2 separate regions of the Mus musculus genome follow, and region 1 is linked to region 2. Evidence: chromatin contacts called from public targeted proximity ligation data. All regions are on one chromosome and are shown on one strand. The core of a region is the stretch at or near the end of the contact, and the rest is flanking DNA. Distances in the headings are between cores, read along the strand shown.

What was found.
Region 1: a contact with region 2 is called in a targeted proximity ligation map of embryonic stem cells, with 4 times the contacts expected there. A contact is called at or near these places in 3 of 484 Hi-C or Micro-C datasets (bone marrow-derived macrophages, female germline stem cells and uterus), 1 of 130 datasets of targeted methods (embryonic stem cells) and 1 of 9 other capture datasets (adipose tissue).

What each region holds. Positions count from the first base shown.
Region 1 is chr19:32,504,886-32,510,745 of GRCm38.p6, forward strand. The region is part of intron 4 of Minpp1 (multiple inositol polyphosphate histidine phosphatase 1); the gene reads left to right. Among named protein-coding and RNA genes, the nearest start is that of Minpp1, 22 kb to the left of the region's middle.
Region 2 is chr19:32,153,058-32,159,575 of GRCm38.p6, forward strand. Sgms1 (sphingomyelin synthase 1) reads right to left here. Exons shown (of 10, transcript NM_144792.5): 6 at 6,467-6,518. Among named protein-coding and RNA genes, the nearest start is that of Asah2, 53 kb to the left of the region's middle.

The DNA of each region.
Region 1 (5,860 bases), core at 1,621-4,120, 350 kb after region 2:
CCAAGAAGAAAGTTCTGATCGTTCACACCCTAGTAAAGATAATACTTACAGTGATTGAGACCAAAGTCTACGGATGATTAGAATCCTGTGATTAATTAGACAAGTGAATAATTCAAGGTCAGGGTAACTAGAAAAGGCTAACTGGCCTTCGGTGAAGTGAGTAGTATGGTAGATCTCTCTTGATTTTAGAACCATATTCAGTGTTTCTCAACAAACTTAAAACATAGGGGGAGGTTGAGTACCAAAGGCATTGTGTGCAGATATACCTGAGTTTGTACACACTTGCCTCTTACCAGTGTCTCACAACAAGTGCATACCCAGTCAGTGACTCCTTGGTTTGATGGTTTGACTTGGATAATATAGTGGAATAAATCGTGGGCACCTTTCCTAGACCAGAGAAAAACAAGCGCACGTAATGTGTGTTCTAGATGTTAATTTAAAATGCTCCCTTTTTTTTTTTTTTAAATTTGTGTTGCTGTAAGGTTCAGGTACCCCTCTTCTCAGAACACTGGCAAGTGAAGCGTACCCACAGAACCACAGGTCTCATGAGTACAGAGCAGTCCTCATGCTATTTTTGAGCACTAAGGGTGTTCGTTTGCGTGCAATAGAGATTATGCAAAGATGCATACCTTCAAATTGTCTGCAAGAACCCAGGTTCCAGATGGGAGGGCACTCCAGTAAGAGCATCTGTATGTAAAACCCAAAATACTCAGGGGGTGAGTTGGAATGATGAGGTCACATGCAAGTCTTTACGGGAAGAGATGTCTTTGTGGGTAATCAAAGACCAAAGAGGTGCTCTTACCAAGCTTCAATGTGTCCACTCCTCGTGTTGTGCTTACAGCTGCATTGAACTACAGTTAACATAAAGTCATCTATCTCAGCATAGAAGTAGTACAGCTGGCTCGATCTCACCTGTGTGCCTAAGTCATTAGCTCTCCGTCTCTTTTTAAGGTTTATTTTATTTTTACGTGTGTGTGTGTGTGTGTGTGTGTGTGTGTGTGTGTGTTCCTGCACATGGCAGAAGAGGGTGTCAGATCCCTTGAAGCTGGAGTTATATGCATTTGTGAGCTATTCAGCATGGATCTAGGGAACAGAACCCAGATCCCCTGCAAGAGCAAGGAGCTGAACTCTGTGCCGTCTCCCGGCCCTCTTCTTTGTCTTTTGCTGATCTGTCTGACCAGGAGTCCTCTCTTCCCCGTGCATCTGAGCGTTCACCAGTTTGGCTTGTTAGCCTTGGAAGTGTATTTTGCCGATGCCTTCCTCCTGGGTTCCCATGTGTGAGTCTATGTGTAACATAATGGCTGACGTTGAGAGCGGCCCCTCTGGACTCCAGAGCTCCCTGTCCCGAAGTATATCTGTTCCATGAGTTCCTGCCAGTGTTCCCTCCCTGGACCTCACTCACCTCAGGGCTGCCATGGCCTCTGCCCTCCACCCTCCACCCTCCACCACAGCCTGCAGACGCTAAACAGTCAGCCTGGACAGCTGCTGGGTTCAACCCGTTTGCCTTCTCTCTTACTCTGTTGTCTGACTGAAAACTACTGTTTCATATAATTCTAGCTTCCTAATGCTAGTAGGGAGGACAATAGAGCTTTATCCCTGTTCTTCTATCTTGTGAGCTTAATTTCTACATATTTTTACATAAAAAGGACATTTGTGTCATTTTCATTCCAGGCTTACATTGCCAAATGTGTACTTCTCCAGAGATCTACTGCAGTCAAATATTGAAGACTTGTAAACAAAATTTACTTTTTGTAATTTTCTTCTCAAAGCGTCTCATTGCTCTGGCAGTTCCAACCATTTGTATGTGCTCTTACGTAAGTGTGCACATTGTGAAATTTGTCCGAAGTGCCATCTGATAGTCCTAGATCATGTTTGAAAGCATAGTTTGTGTAACGCCAGTTGCGTGTGAAACATAAATTAAGAGCTTAGAAAGATGTAGCTGTGTATGCTTAAGGGAAAACATGCAATTATTGGGTCTTCTTACTGAGCATTTTGAATTGCTTAAGGCATTTACCTACTTTGAACATTTACATAGTTTCATTTCTTGGTGTAATTTTAGTCTTCAGATTAAATTTGGTTTGAATTGAAGACAATAAAATCTTCTCGTTTATTTATATAATAAAGGATGCAATTTACAAAGCCACCTTCTTCCTGGGTAACGTTAGGTAATTCATTTGATACACTGGACTTATTCTCTCTCAGGTCTGATTTAGGAACTAAGGAGGTGGCTCAGTGCGTAAAGTGTTCACTGTGTGAGCCATGAAGATCTGAATTTGAATCCCCAGCACCCATGCAAAACCAGGATGTGACAGCACACTTCTGTAAGCCCTACACCGGGACTCAGAGAAAGGCAGAAAGAGAGCCCTAGGGCTCACTGGCCAGCTGCATAGCCCAGCTGCTCAGCTGCTGATTCAGGAGAGATCCCAAGTCAGACATAAGGTAGAGCATGAGACTCCACTGCAGCTGAGGGGCTGTAGTCAGCTAGTGCGTGCTGGGGCGAGGAAGGGGTGGGGTCATTCTTCAGTGGTGTGGCCATTGGATGCTGCCTGTGCCTATGCTCACACAGGCAAGCTTAGTACATTTCACACATGCGCATGATCTCGCTTCAGCATAATTATCTATCACCCTTTCTGGTTCTGTCCCCTTCCCACTGAACCCCCCTTCTTTCTAACAAGCCCTTCTGATGTTATTTGTGTGGATGTGTGTGAGAGGGTGTGGTGGGGGCGGGGAGAAGGAGGGAGAGGGGAGGGAGAGATTGAGGACACAGGCACACTGATTCCCAGTTGCATCACTTCATTCGCACTTCATCCTAACTTGGCTCTGGAGTGCTGACTCAGCAAAGGTTGACCGTGACCTCCAGGCGCACTCTCTGCGCCTTGGGATACAGTCCAGGCAGAAGCTGGGCAGGTGGCGCTTTCGTGAGGTGCTTGGTTGGGCCTGCATGAACGTGAACCAGGAGTTGGCTTACAACTTGATGGACCTATTCAGTTTTAGTGCTTGGAGCAGTGGCAGCGTGTTCCTGAAAATGAACTCTGATTGCTTCCTTATAGGAGTTAACTGATTTCTCTTTTCTCTCTCTTCCTGATGGGCCGTGAAGTGAACAGCTCTACCCAGCCAGGTTCCTCCTGCTACACAGTGCTCTGTCCATTTACCTTGTCAGGAGGGTGAATGTGACTAAGCCCTCTGAACATGAGCCAGAATAAATATCCCCCTTCAAAAAGTCAGAGCCTTTATCAAAACTGTGAGCATACTTTTAATGACTGCTGATAAAGATTCGATCATATACTCTTGTATATTTGGTTTGAAGTATTTGGAATGGTGATTATAATATAAGCTGATCAAAAAAATTCAAAATAGTAAAACTCAGAGGGTCACAAAAAACAATGCAAACAAAAAGATGAAAGCAAGAAGAGAAATTGTTGGGAAGAAGAAAGGTTTAGAGGGAGTGAGAGAAGACTAGGGGGTGATAATGGCCAGCACACAGTGTATACACGAGAAACCCCACAACTCACGGAACAACTGCCCATAATTGAAGATCCTTACCCCATCCCCCAACACACACTCACACACACTTTTGTTGTTCCAGTGTAATTTAGAAGAGAAAGTGATATTTTTTAAAATGCCCCCAAACAGAAATTTGAGTAAGTCTCATGAAAGGGCAGGCAAATGTAAATGTGAACAGATGTTTAAGGACTATATTAACCCTTCGAAGGGGATGTTCCCCTTTTGACATACATGTTTCCATAGATGTCGTTGAACAAAGGTATATCTGATAGTTTACCAATAGATTTGAACAACGAAGTAGAAATCAGTTCCATACTGCTGCTGTGTCTTGTTTATAAGTGAAGAAGAGCGTTCTGGCATTCTTAGTTATAAGTGGACCCTTGACTTTGAACTTACTGATTTTAAAATAATTTTTAATTATTGTCTAAGGTGATTTGAGTCATATCTCAGAACCAATTCAGATGCTTTTCTTACACTCAGAGCCTCTGGAATAAAGCTGTTCTTGCTGGGCAGTGGTGGCGCACGCCTTTAACCCCAATACTTGGGAGGCAGAGGCAGGCGGATTTCAGAGTTCAAGGCCAGCCTGGTCTACAGAGTGAGTTCTAGGACAGCCAGAGCGAGAGAGAAAGCTGTTCTTTAGGAAAGCCTTGACGAGTTGAGGTTGCTTTGTCATCTGGTTATTTCTCTAATTAAACTTTAAGTAAAACTTAAATGCCCAGTGATAACTAAGTTGAATTCAGGCTATGGGAAACAACATAATGAAGAAAAGCATATGTTTGAGACTTAAGCAGTTAATGCTCTGAGCTGTTACTAATGGAAGGACCATGTAACACAGTCTGTCATGGTCTCAGACTTAGCCCAAGTACCCAAGCAGCTAACTTGGAAGGAGTTAGAGCCAACCAGACTGCATAGAGAACTCTCCCTGACCTTAATTTAATGTTCTTCCCGTTGCTTAATTGAAAGTAGGCTCAGTTTGCCTTCTTACCCTTACAACCTCAACATAGTTATCTATTGAACTCTTTCTGTGTTGTATTTGAAATGAAAAAAAATCAAGAATGAAGTTAGTGTGTGCGTGCGCGCGTGTGTGTTGTGTGTGTGTGTTATGGGTGTATGTATGTTTTGGATATACAAGGCACTCCCTGCCTGCATTCCCAGAAGCAGGGAAGTGGAAGCAGAAGCATCAAATATTAGACAGCAGCCTGGGTAAATGGTGAATCCCAGGAGAAATCGGCTCTGTGGTGAGACCCAATCTCTAAAGTCAAAGCAAGGACAGATCTGGAAGTGTAGGGATTGGCAGGATGCTTGCCCCATGTATACAAAGCCCTGGGTTTAACCACGAACACAGGAGAAACAAGAAATTTTAACAGTTTTTTTTTTTCTTACTGTATACCACTTCTGACTAAAAATCTTAGGTAGATGGTCCTCGCCTTTAATAATCCTTGGATGAATTTATGCCAAGTAAGAACTTACACCCTGTGATTTGATATGGACATGCCTTTAAAGTTGGTGAATCCAGATTCCTAGACTAGAAGCCTTGTGACGTAGCACTGACACACCGCGCAGTCTTGCAGAACTCCCAGGTGGAATACTGTTCTGTTCCCAGAAAGCTGGCTTGAGATTATTTTAAATCAGCAGTGGTTTGGAAGTAAATGAGTGTCTGTTATCTTAAATGGCTTGTCCTACTCTATACAAGAATTTCTTACACACGGGGATGTTTCGGTTTTTCCCAGATCACTTATTTTAGATGGTCCTTTGTTTTGGCTCTGATTGTATCTATTAAACTTAGCCACAGGCTACCTGGACTTTTTATTTATGTTTGGTGCTTTGGGATATCTGGTGATTTCTAAAATATGCTGCTCAGTCAAGTGACTGTACTACTTGCTGTGGTGTTTGTCTTCAGTGTGGTATTTACACTTATATTTTAGAACGAGAACCAACCTGAATGGCCTCTTGGACTCTAAACCCTTACACCACTAATGAGTATGACCTCTGACCCCTGCTGCTGGAGCTACCCCAGCTCTTATGGTCTGTGACTATTCGCTCTCACACATTGATTTGCTGCTCTGTGCCTCATGCTAATGTATTGCTATGGGTCAGTCCAGCAACTGCAGAGGAAGTGGCTTATCTTCCTTTGGCATAACTTGCTGAGTGTGTTCTTGTGCCCTCAGAGTTCAGCTGTGGGGGACCCACCTTCCACTGTCCTCACTTCAGCAGATGCTCACGTTTATGAGGGCTTTGACCCAAATGAGCTTGCATCCAGAGTCAGAATAGCAAGCCACACATTTATTTTGAATAATTTTCAGGTGTAGTCTACCTGAAGGAAACTAATCTAAAACATTTGACTTTATGGCCTGTG
Region 2 (6,518 bases), core at 2,989-5,488:
ATGTGGGACAGAATGAATTAGCACCAGAATGCATCTTCATCAAATTGTACTGTACTTAAATGTGCCTATAGTAAACTACTAGGGGTCAGACCCCAGAAGGCTGAACCAACACTGACTAGTGAGTTGGGTTGAAGCAAACTGGCTTCTTGCTTCTTGTAGAGTGTTACTCTGCTAGCCAGGAGATTTCTGAGACCCCTGCCTATACCCTTTGCAATAATGCTTGGTAAATAACTAAACCAGAAAAGGAGGTTGGAAGGCCAATTAGAAAAGAGCCTTCTGGTCTATCATAAGACTAAGTAAAGTGACCCGATCCTAGAAAATGGCTGATGGAGGAACTTGGAAAACACTGTGTGTGTCTCTGTGTGTATATAATATTAAACATACAAGACTGTTTCTTTGAGGGAAGGAATACATAGCCTGCTGTGTGTGTGTGTTTGTGTGTGTGTGTGTGTGTGTGTGTGTGTGTGTGAATGCATGAATAAAGACCTGGAAAGAACTATTTCCATCAAATGTTCTACATCAAGTGCTTTAAGAATTTACTTAGTCATCAGTATCAAAGACAAGATGTTGTGCTGACAGTATCTGTGGTCATAAACTACGATGGAGACTGGAGAGGAACGAGTACTTTGATACTCAGCTAATGTGAAAAAAAGCACTGAAGGAAGTAAGCTAGAGCAAAATGAAAGGCAATGTTAGTGGACAGTCCTATGCGGTAGTAACAAATAGACCTATACGATTAAATTAGCATCTGACACACACTGGTGGCCATCACCCCAAAGAGCCTGTTCTCAGAAACTAAACTCAAGTATTAGAAGAAAGGGGAATGTTATAGTCTTATGGTGGCAAAACTCAACCAAATATACAAGATTCCCCAAACCACAACTTTGGTTGGAGATTAAAATGTGAGGTAGTATAGCACAGTGGTAGAAGAGGTGTTTTAGCACGAGGGAGGTGCTAGGCTCAGATATCAGCTCCAACTGCTTACATTCCCCCAACCCCCTACACATACACACACACACACACACACACACACACACACACACACACACACACGCACACGCACGCACACATATTTTTAAAATTGAAAGAGAAGAAAGGCCCAGTGTTAAGAATACTTCTGCTCTTGCAAAGAACCTAGATTTCAGCTCCTAGTTTCCAAGTGGCAGCTCAGAACCATCCAACAAATCCAGTTCTAGAGAATCCAATACCCATAGGCACCAAGTACACACATGGCACAAATACATGCATGCAGGCAAATACATGTACATAAAAACACAAGTCTAAAAAAAAAAACCAAAAACCCAAACTAACTTTGTCTAAAGAGATCTCTGGTCACAGAATACAAACTGTTGCTAAACACTAAAAACCCATCCTAGCACTGTGAAGATCAGCCTAGAAGAACAACACTGGGAACCACATGTGTGAGATACTTTTAAATGCAAATATCAAATGGTCATAGTCAGAATCTGTCCAATCATGTCTCTTAGTCTTCCCTTTGGGATCAGTTTTCATAGATTTTATTCAATGATCATTTCCACATAGCAACTAATCCCACTGTGACCCTGCAGCTCCTGATGATCTCTTACTTATCACCAAACACCTCTGCCACTGAGCTCCTTTGAGTCCACCCTGTAATCTGACACTCTTTTTCTTTTTTCTTCACATATTTATACTACCAATGGGTTGCTACTAGGTATATTCAATTCACACTTAGATAATCTGCCCCTCGCCCAAATGACTACCCCGTTCTTCTGAGGGGAGGGTCTGACCCCCAAACTATAGCAGAAAACACAGCACAGGATATGAGCTACTTGACTGTGTTCCAAAGAAAATCTATTCAACAACAGTTGTGAGAATCTGTGAATTAGTGGGATCCTCCCTCTGTAAGTCACATATAAAAACCAGGGTTTCATGAGCAGATCCAAAGCTTTGTATGAGAAACAATGTAACAAACCAGCTTTTTCCACTATGGCAACTGGTGTCTCAAACAATTCTCTGGACTTAACTTGTTCTATCCTATTATCTACAAAGTAACCATATAATTTAAAAAAATTTTTTAGCATGTTATTTGTATGTGTGTGTATGCAAGTATGTATGTATGTATGTGTGTATGTATGTGTGTGTGTGTGTGTATGTACGTATGCAAGTATGTATGTATGTGTATGTGTATGTGTGTGTATGTATGTGTGTGTGTGTGTGTGTGTGTGTGTAGGTCATAGGATAACTCATGGGATTCACTACTCTCCTTCCACCATATGGGTTCTGAGATCCAAATTCCAGGTTTAGGCTTGGTAGTAAGTGCCCTACCTGATCATTTCATTCTGCTGACCTACATAATTCTTCCAAAGTGTAAGTGTGTTTATAGCATTACACACCAGTGGCTACTGGTTCCATTTGAGGCCCTGCCCATAATTCACTAGAGTCTTACGTCACAACTCTCCCCAGCTTCCTGGGCCATTACAAATACTTAATTGAGTCAGAGAAATAAACCCCAGCCTCATACACTTGCTATGGTTTCTATCTAGAACACTCTTTCCCAAATACCTACTTGGAATTGTCTTTCATTTGACTCAAGTGTCTACTAAACTCCTCTCTCACCAGTGGCCTTTCATAATTACCCAATCTGAAAATATCACTTTAGCCCTATTTCCAACCCTCTGAGCCCTCATGCTGACTCCCCTTTCCTAGGTCCCTTACACTGGCTATTGTCATAGCCTCAGCTGGTGCCTGCCTGCCTCACTCTGCACGGACACATCACCTCACTAGAGCTCTCTACTTGCTCAGTGCTCCCGGGGCCCAGCACAGCTCGAGGACAGTAGGTTGCTCACTGACTTCAAGTTGAATGAAGGGATGGAGTTAAAATGAACACATTTTACGTTTATGTTTACGTGTGTCACGCTCTGTCACAGGCATTGGGATACAAGAGTGAGTAAGGGACATTGTGTCCTTTTCTCCTTTAAGAAAATTCAAAAGGAGAGAGATATAAAATTGACAGAATGGAAAGTGATGTGAGCTTCAGGTGTTTACAGAGACTTGGAGGAACGGCGTTAAGGTCAGACTTAAATTCTATTGTGGAGAGCCTTGAGCTTCATCTGATTCCACAGTGTGGATCCCCAGTTAGAAGTGAAAAGAGAGACATGCCTACAAACAGAACTGACGGAAGTCATCTGGACAATGCTAAATGAGTTTGATCTGTGTTTCTAGAGATGGGGCTGAGGGACGCTGGTGGAGACGGAGACCACGTTAGGAAACTTAGCTCACAGATCTGGTTTTGGTCGAGGAGAGTCTGAGGCACCCAGATTACACACTCAGCCTAGTAAGGAAACCTGACTTGAACACTACAGCGCCACCTTCTCTGTCAAGGGTTGGCAATGTCCTCACAGAGTGGGGCCGCAGGGAACATGCAGGAGCCTCCGTGTTAGCGGAGAGCCATACACAGAGTCCCAGGCCTCGGCTCTACAGTCTGCAAGCTCAGAATGCTCGTCATGGTGCTTTCTTAAAACAAGGGGTACCTGGTTTGCAGTGAAGTCTGACACAAAGGCAGAGATTTCCCGGGAATTTTTCCTAGTCAGTGGCTTGAAAGTCCAATTCTAAATGGGGAGACAACATTATTTACAATTTTAAAAACCAAAAACTTCAGAACCTACTTTCACAGTGAAGGACAACTGTATACAATATAAGACAGAGCTGAATGTCACAGATTCAGAATCGAGGTATCCAGAGCCCTGAAAGCCTGGTTCTAAAGGGCTTGGTGCTGGTGGATATCGGCCATTATACCAGCGGTCTCATTTTCCAATTAGTACATTATTCCTGACAACTTTGTCTTTTCTCCAAAGATAGAAAGTCCGAAGGAAGAAGGAACAGGCTGGCATGAAACGGACTCTGGGATTCTTAAAGTCAGAATCATCTGGGGGGAATTTGGGCTTTATTGGGAACTTAATACCAGCCAAACAGCTCTGATTCTGAGGGGCTGAGTTAAATGGCTCATGGCTGGTGGACTCCAGAGAGAGGGGCCAAACTCATAGGAGTCAAACACAAGGAAAGTTAAGGAGAACACCCATGTTTCCAAAATGGTTCAGAGAAAAAAAGTGTCACATAGCCAGTTAACTAGAAACGAGTAGGTGTTGGGTTGTCGTATCAACGTCATAGTACAAAAGGTTTTGTCTTTCTGATAAGAGCCAGGGAAGATACTCCTCCCCTTATACTTCCTACACTATCAGTGCCCCGCCCTGCCCGGCCCCACCCATGCCTGGAGTGCAACATACCAGTACTGGGAGAGGACAGAGGACACAGTCATGGTTGGGGACACTTAGGGCGACAATCTGCTTCCAAAGGAAAAAGCTGAAGTGAGGGCCTTACAGAGGCCTAAACAGGATACATAAACTCAAATTCCATCACAGTGCCTTACCCAGCAAAGTCAGGGCCAGTTTCAAACGTTTTCTAGGGCAGCAGAAGCCTTGCCTGGGAAGCTGCTGTTTGCTGGACAGGCTTAGGCTCCTGAGATGAAAGGGCTCATCTAAGGCCCCTCGAATGAAAAGCCACAGCCACAGCAAGGACCCAGGCCTGCTCTGAGTTAGCTTTGCGGAACACATCCCAGCTGGTTTACTGCTGCTGGAGAATCTGAATAAATAAGTAAATAAATGATCGCGGTGTTGGCCATAAGTACCAGGAGAATACCGAATTAGAAAGTTTAAAGAGTTTAGAGTTAGAAAGTTCAATTTTGTGAAAAATTTCCCTGCTAGAAAAAGAAAACCTTTAAATGAACTCTTCCTGTGATTTGAACGTTTCCTCAGAGCAAGACTGAAATGATAAAACACCGCAGTTCTGTGAAGGACTCAGTCTGACTGACCGAGTTATGTTCTGGGGCAGTAAAATTGCCTGTGTGTACAAATTTTGATGGAAAACCCAGAAAGTAAACTCACAAAAAATAAAGCAAATTTTAAGGGAAAAAAAAAATAGGTAGCATAATTTGAGGAGCGTGGGAAATATTTTCAATGGACCTTTAACGGGGCAAAGGGGAAATGTTAAAATGTTCCTAAGGGAAAAACAGGACTAAAATGTGTCAGTCAACAACAGCATGCATGTCAGGAATTCTGAACATCACTCTCTCTGAAACCAGCTTCTCTTAAAACCAAAGTAGCAGAAGAAGCAGCAGCAGCAACAACAACAGCAAAACTTTTTTTTTTCCTTTTTTTTCTCCAACACCTCCACGGTAGCATAGCCCATCAATTCTATTCAAACTTCTACTTCACTTATAAAATTGTCAAGCTAGATCCAAGTAAACCCGTGGCTGCTATGTCAGTGACTTCTCACAGGGACGAGGGTCCCCTGGCAAAGCCAGCAGGGGCCTACTCCTTCTGCTTGAAGACACATGACTTCATAAGCTGAGAGACTTTATCCAACACCAGGAAACCACTCAGAAAAGTTCAACAGGAACACTCCACCTGCATTTTGTTTTCTTGATGGAATATGACTCCTTTTAATAGCCAGCCATACTTGGGCTCAGGCAACTCAGTCTACTACAGAGAAACTCAGTGTCCCCATCATCAGTAGCAGACACACAGAGTGACACAGAGAGTGGCAGTTCCAGGGATGAGTGCCTCAGTCCCAGGGATAGCCTTTTTCACTCTGTGGATTTGGTGACACTGTCCAAGGCACAAGAGCAGCAAGCTTGGGCCGTGGCTAGTACCTCCTACTGATGCTCCTACATCCAGTGGGTAGGGAGAAACTGTAATTCCCAACACCATCCAGGAATGCCACAAGGTGGTCCACTCGGAAGACAACCAGACAGCATGAACAAGCGCAGTTAATTAAAGGAAGGGACGAGGTGTTCCTAAGTAAACAGCTCCCTTTGGGCGGTCCCCGTTGTGTTTAGAGCTTGGGACGTGAAAATCACAGTGGAACCAACTAAAAGTGAATACAGGTACTTATCCACACATCCTGTAAGATGGAATCAAATAGATTCTGCACCATGCTTCCTGCTTAAATTAAATGAGATAATCAAATTTTTCCCAAGCAAAGTCATTGTAGAATATCTGTCTAAAACATGTCAAAAACTGTGAATACTTAGTGATGAGGTTCTAGGTCTGACAGGGGTGGGAGGTTGGCAACAATTCACCTGAGTAAACACCATTCAAGACTAGGTAGGTGTTTCCCCCTCTGTTACTCAACAGCCTCAGCTCTCTGAAGATGTCTAAGTGTTTTCTTTCCTACTGCTTGAAAATAGACTAGCATTGCTCATGGTCTTAATTCTGGAGCAATCTTGTAGCGAACAGGCAACAAATACATCATCCTCTCAAAGCTGTAGGAGCTTCAATTAGTTCCATGGGTGTGTGGCTTCAGAATGGAAAGGAAAGGGAATTCCTAAGCTTTGATTTCAACACTTGGTAAATTTCATTTCCAATAACTGGATCCCTGTGTGCAAACCCCTTCATGGCTGGATCTCAAGAGTGTTTACTCTACTTACTTGTATTTTAAGAGCAGCCACTGAAATAGCCAGAGTCCTACAAGGATCATGC